2 separate regions of the Sus scrofa genome follow, and region 2 is linked to region 1. Evidence: chromatin contacts called from public Hi-C data. All regions are on one chromosome and are shown on one strand. Each heading gives the region's core, a stretch centred on a gene start, on an enhancer-like site or on the middle of the called end of the contact. The rest is flanking DNA. Distances are from core to core; before and after follow the strand shown. Region 1 holds the start of STAU1 (double-stranded RNA-binding protein Staufen homolog 1). Region 2 holds the start of LOC100524118 (somatomedin-B and thrombospondin type-1 domain-containing protein-like).

Region 1 (2,595 bases), core at 31-2,530:
GATACTAGTTGGGTTCATTATCGCTGAGCTGCAACGGGAACTCCCCAAGTGTTTATTGACGGATGAATGGATAAACAAAATGTGGTATATCCATGCAACAGAACATTAATCAGCCATAATGAATTTCTGACACATACAACATGGATGAACTTTGAAAACACTATGCTAAGTATAAGCCAGACACAAAAGGACATATACTGTAAAATTCAGCTGACATGAAATATCTAGAACAGGCAAATCCATAGAGACGGAAAGTAAGTTAGGGGTTACCAAGGAATGGGGAGAAAGAAGAATGGGGAGTTATTGCTTAATAGTTAACAGGGTTTCTGCTTGCACTCATGAAAAAGTTTTGGAAACATACAGCAGTGATGGTTGCGCAACATTGTGAATGTAGTTAATGACAATGAACTGCATGCTTAAAAATAGTTAAAATGGCACACACACACACAAAATCAACTTAATCTACTTGTGTGGCACAAACTGCAACTCAGTTGCAAAAAGGAAGTACTGACATGGAAGGAGCTAACAGCTATGAAGGAAGATGGGTAGACCAGGAAGACTTCATGTAGGAGGTGGTGTTTAGGGAACTTTAAGAATCTGTTTTTCCACAAGGAGAAAAGAGAGGAAAAGTTCCTGATAAGCTGTGAGACCTACTTTCCTAAGGACTCTGGAGCCATGGTCTCAGTTATCATCTTGGCTCTGTAATTAACTGGCTCTGGGACCTTGGGAACCTTTCTGTGCCTCACTTTCTTCATCTATAAAATGATGAGAGTACTGATACTTTCTGCTAGGACTGCGTGAGAATTAAATCAGTTAATATATCGGGAGTTCCCTGGTGGTACAGCAGTCAGGACTCAGAGCTTCACTGCTACTGGTCTGCGAACTGAGATCCCACATCAAGCCGCTGCACGCTGCAGCCAACAACAAAAGCATTTTGCAACACCTGGCGCAGAGTAAATGTTATATAAGCATTAGTTATTTTTACTTTTGTCTTTTTTTGTTCTTATGAAAATAAATGTTCATTGTGGAAAAATCTAAGACAAAAATAAAAATAACATAATTACCACTCAGAGACAACCTCTACCAAACATTTATTGTATTTTCTTCCACAATTTTATGGGCATAAATATACGGAGCTTATCCACGCACCTCTTTAAACTTTCTTCTCCGCACCACCTGCACTCTTCCGACTGTCCCAGCGTTTTGGGAGCGCCAAAATAATGGAATTTGTATAAAAACAACCCCGCCCCTTGATTTCGTCACACGAAACAACGCCGCAGGTTGCCGCAGGCGCACTGCAAGCCTTCAGGAAAGCAGGCGCTGCGGGGACGGCCTCCAAACGGAAGTGACGTAAGGACACGCGCGGTGACGATGCGGAAGTCGCGGAAATTTGAGAGCCAGACAACGCGCCGGGCCGGCTTCCGGAAGTGGCTGTTTCGGCAACATGCTTGCGGAGCTGGGTTTAATCGGGACGATAGGCGAAGATGACGAGGTGCCAGTGGAGCCAGAGACGGACTCCGAAGACGAGGAGGAGGAGGTATGAGCCGATCGAGGTGGGAGGGCGGTGGCGTGCATTCGGTGTCCTTGACTGCTTCCCTTCCCTGTGATGCCTCAAGTCACTGCCCCCGAGTCCTCAGCATCTCCTGCCAAGCCGGCAGGTGTCCCTTGGTCTCACCTGAATCCCCAGATTTTCCTGTTTGCTTGCTACTAGCTCTTCCTCGCCTCTAAGCTTGTGCCCCTGCCATTCCGTGTGCCTTGTTAAACTCAGTAGCCATTCACTGAATAATCCAGACACTGTATGTCATTGGAATGAAGCTTATTAATTGTGCTGTCCAAATTTGCTACGTGCTTATTCATTTTTTGTCTGCTTGATCTATCCGTTGCTGAGCTGTGTTAAAATCTCCCATGAAAATGGTAGCTTCATCTGTTTCTTGTCACCTGTCAGTTTCTGCCTTGTATATTTCTGTTCCCTTATTGGGTACCCGCCTTTCCTTCTTTTTCTAGTGTTCTTTGTTCTTGGTCCCATAGTCATCCTGCTTTTCCCTCTTCCCAGGGGCCCATTGTGCTGGGTAGAAAGCAGAAAGCCTTGCAGAAGAATCGCAGTGCTGATTTCAACCCCGACTTTGTTTTCACTGAGAAGGAGGGGATGTATGATGGCAGCTGGGCCATGGCTGATGTCATGAGCCAGCTCAAGAAGAAGGTGAGACTTGAGTTCCCACTGTGGTGCATGGGTTAATGATCTGGCTTGTCTCTGGCGGTGCTGGTGATCCCTGCCTGGTGCAGTGGTTAATGGATCTGGCCTTGCTGCACGTGAGGCATACATACATAGGTCGCTGCCATAGCTGTAGCTCGGATTCAGTCCCTGGCCTGGGAATTTCCATATGTTGAGGGTGAAGCCATAAAAAGAAAAACAAGAAGTGATAGGCAGTTCTAGGCCATGGGCTGTTAAGGTTGGACAGTGGGTTTCAGAGTCCATTGGTTTAAGAATATTCAATATAACTCATAAATCGCTTGACTTAGGAGTTCCCATCGTGGCGCAGTGAATACAAATCCGACTAGGAACCATGAGGTTGCGGGTTCAATCCCTGGCCTTTC
Region 2 (2,595 bases), core at 69-2,568, 100 kb after region 1:
GACATTCTAGTTGAGGAGGCTGGCAGGATATGAATAATCATGTGGGTGTGCGAATATTGCCACCCTAGGTCTAGGTGAGGTGTGATGACAGTTCCTGGGGGTGTCAGCTGTGCATGCTGCTTGGTGACATCACAGATGCCAGCGGCCTGGAACGAATATGTTTAGGGTGCCATCTGCCTAATTTTCTGCAGAATCTCTCATCTGCCTGGTGGAGGATACGGCAGGACTTTGGTGCTTCCCCTTGGCCCAGCTTCCCGGCCAGTGCCTGGATCTGGTCTGCAGCCTCCCTGCCTGGTTATCCAGCCACTCTACGAACACTTCCTTTGACACAAAACTCACTTTTCCTAGGTTTTTCTATTGCAGATTATACTCTTTGCATGGACAGCTGCAGTAGCTGTCTTGCTGGTTTCCCTGCTCCTACCCTGACCTCCACCCAGTGGCTACAAACATCTGGTTAAAACCTTAAATGTGATGATGTCACTTCTCTGCTCAGAACCTGGTAGTGGCTTTTTTTCGTGCTTAGAATAAAATCCAGCTTCCTTACAATAGTCATCAAGGCTCTGAATCCCATCACTGCTGGCTTCTTTCTCTCTGATGTCACCTCCTGCCACTTTCCTTCCTGCTTTGTATGCTCTAGCCACACTGGCCTCCTCACTGTCCCTCCAGCATCTAACCTGGACCCTGCCCCCAGGCCTGTTCCCTCTGCCTGGAACATGTCCCCATCAGATACATACACACCTCCCCTTTGCCTCCTCAGATGTCCTTTGTCACAGAGCCACCCCCCCCACCCCATCCCCTCTAAAACAGTTTCCTGTCACCCTACCCCTGCCACTCTTATCCTGCTTTGGATTTTCTCAGAGCATGGATCACTAGTTGAAATCACATCATCTATTGTATTGTTTCTTGTCTTCCCCACCGAGAATGTCAGCTCCTCCAGGGCAAGGGCCTTTCCTACTTTGCTCCCCTGTAATCCCATCACCCGGGGCAGCGCTTCGCACAAAGTATAGGCCCTGAGTCGTTGCCGAGTAAGTGTACAGAGATCCCTGCACTATTGCGCATTTACTATCTTCTCAGAGCTTCGCATCTGTCCTGGGACAGTGGACTTGGAGGAAGAAGCTGGAGGTCTCAAAGGCCACATCCTCAGGGAGTGCCCGTCGTGGCGCAGCGGAAATCAATCTGACTAGTAACCATGAGGACTCAGGTTCGATCCCTGGCCTCGCTCAGTGGGTTAAGGATCCGGCGTTGCCGTGAGCTGTGGTGTAGGTTGCAGACTCGGCTCGGATCTGGCGTTGCTGCGGTGTAGGCTGGTGGCTATAGCTCTGATTTGACCCCTAACCTGGAAACTTCCATATGTGGCGGGTGCGGCCCTAAAAAAAAGGCTGCATCATCAGAAAGTACCTATTCACTGGGCCCCTGAATATGGTGGGCACGGGGAGCACCTCATGGATGTGGAGCCCCCCACCCTCTTTTATTAAGATGAAATATTTTAGACATACCCCAATGTAGAGAGATCAGCACAACAATAATGTAACATGAAAAGCGAAGAAATGAGTCTTAATGGATACCACTGGGGCTTCTGCATGCTTTTCCTTTCTCCTCAGATTTAACTGCCGTGCTGAATTTGGTATTTATAACTTCTGCTGATATATATACATATATATATATATATTCAACATCTATAAAATATGTACAGTCAGTTCTCACGATTTATGGTAGTTAAACTCATGAATACCGAATTGACAAATACTGAGCCATTGCTCCGTTGCTCCTCGGGGACATATATGCAAACATATCTCGCATAGAGTATAATCTTAAATCCTAAAAACACCTCATTCTGGTAGATTCTATTTTATTTTACAAAAGAGAAAAATGAGGAGTTCCCTGATGGCCTAGAGATTAAGGATCCAGTGTTGTCACTGCTTGGCTCGGGTTTGATCCCTAGCCGGGAATTTCTGCATGCCACAGGCTTGGCCAGAAAAAGAAATCACCCAGAGGAGAAAAATAAGATTTGGAGACGTTAAGTGACTGGCCTGGGGCTGCCCCACTAACAGGTGCCAGAGTTAGAATTCAAAGCCAGTCCTCCTGGTCCCGGAGCCCAGGATCCTTGAACTGAACCACGCTGCCACCGGCCGCCTCCCTCCAGCAAGGCAGATGGGGCCTTGTTTGACCTTAGCTGTGAACATGCATGTCGGATGACTCAAAATTGTTATTGTTTTGCATATGTCTGCACATGACTGCAGAAGTGCCTCAAATGTTGGTTTGGGGGTTACAAATCAATTTTAGCAAATAGGTGAACTCGCAAAGACTGAAGATTGACATGGGTACGTGCATACATATACATACAGATATACACTTAGGTATATAGACAATATATATGATACATATGTATATAGTATCATATATATAATGTATATTACCTGTCCTAATTCTTAAACACTGTATAGCACTTTTTGCAGTCTTTAAAACTGTGCTAAATAGTATCACACCAGAAATAGCTTCTGCAAGAGGCTTCTTTCCATCCCCATTGTTGCTAGTGGAGCTGTGGTTTCACTGCTGCAGAGGAATAGCTAGTGTTTACTGAGCACCTACTATGCG

What was found. Hi-C and Micro-C count contacts between places; a contact is called where the count stands out from the background.
Region 2: a contact with region 1 is called in a Hi-C map of skeletal muscle, with 4 times the contacts expected there. The contact joins the promoter of LOC100524118 here to the promoter of STAU1 in region 1. A contact is called at or near these places in 3 of 47 Hi-C or Micro-C datasets (blood, fetal skeletal muscle and skeletal muscle).

Annotation. Positions count from the first base shown.
Region 1 is chr17:50,901,875-50,904,469 of Sscrofa11.1, forward strand. STAU1 (double-stranded RNA-binding protein Staufen homolog 1) reads right to left here and starts at 1,281. Exons shown (of 13, transcript XR_002339895.1): 1 at 1,150-1,281. DDX27 (probable ATP-dependent RNA helicase DDX27) reads left to right here and starts at 1,373. Exons shown (of 21, transcript XM_021077494.1): 1 at 1,373-1,537; 2 at 2,054-2,200. The coding sequence starts at 1,445.
Region 2 is chr17:51,002,969-51,005,563 of Sscrofa11.1, forward strand. It overlaps LOC100524118 (somatomedin-B and thrombospondin type-1 domain-containing protein-like), which reads left to right and starts at 1,319. Exons shown (of 3, transcript XM_021077519.1): 1 at 1,319-2,595. All of the region lies in intron 2 of LOC106506050 (a long non-coding RNA gene), which reads right to left.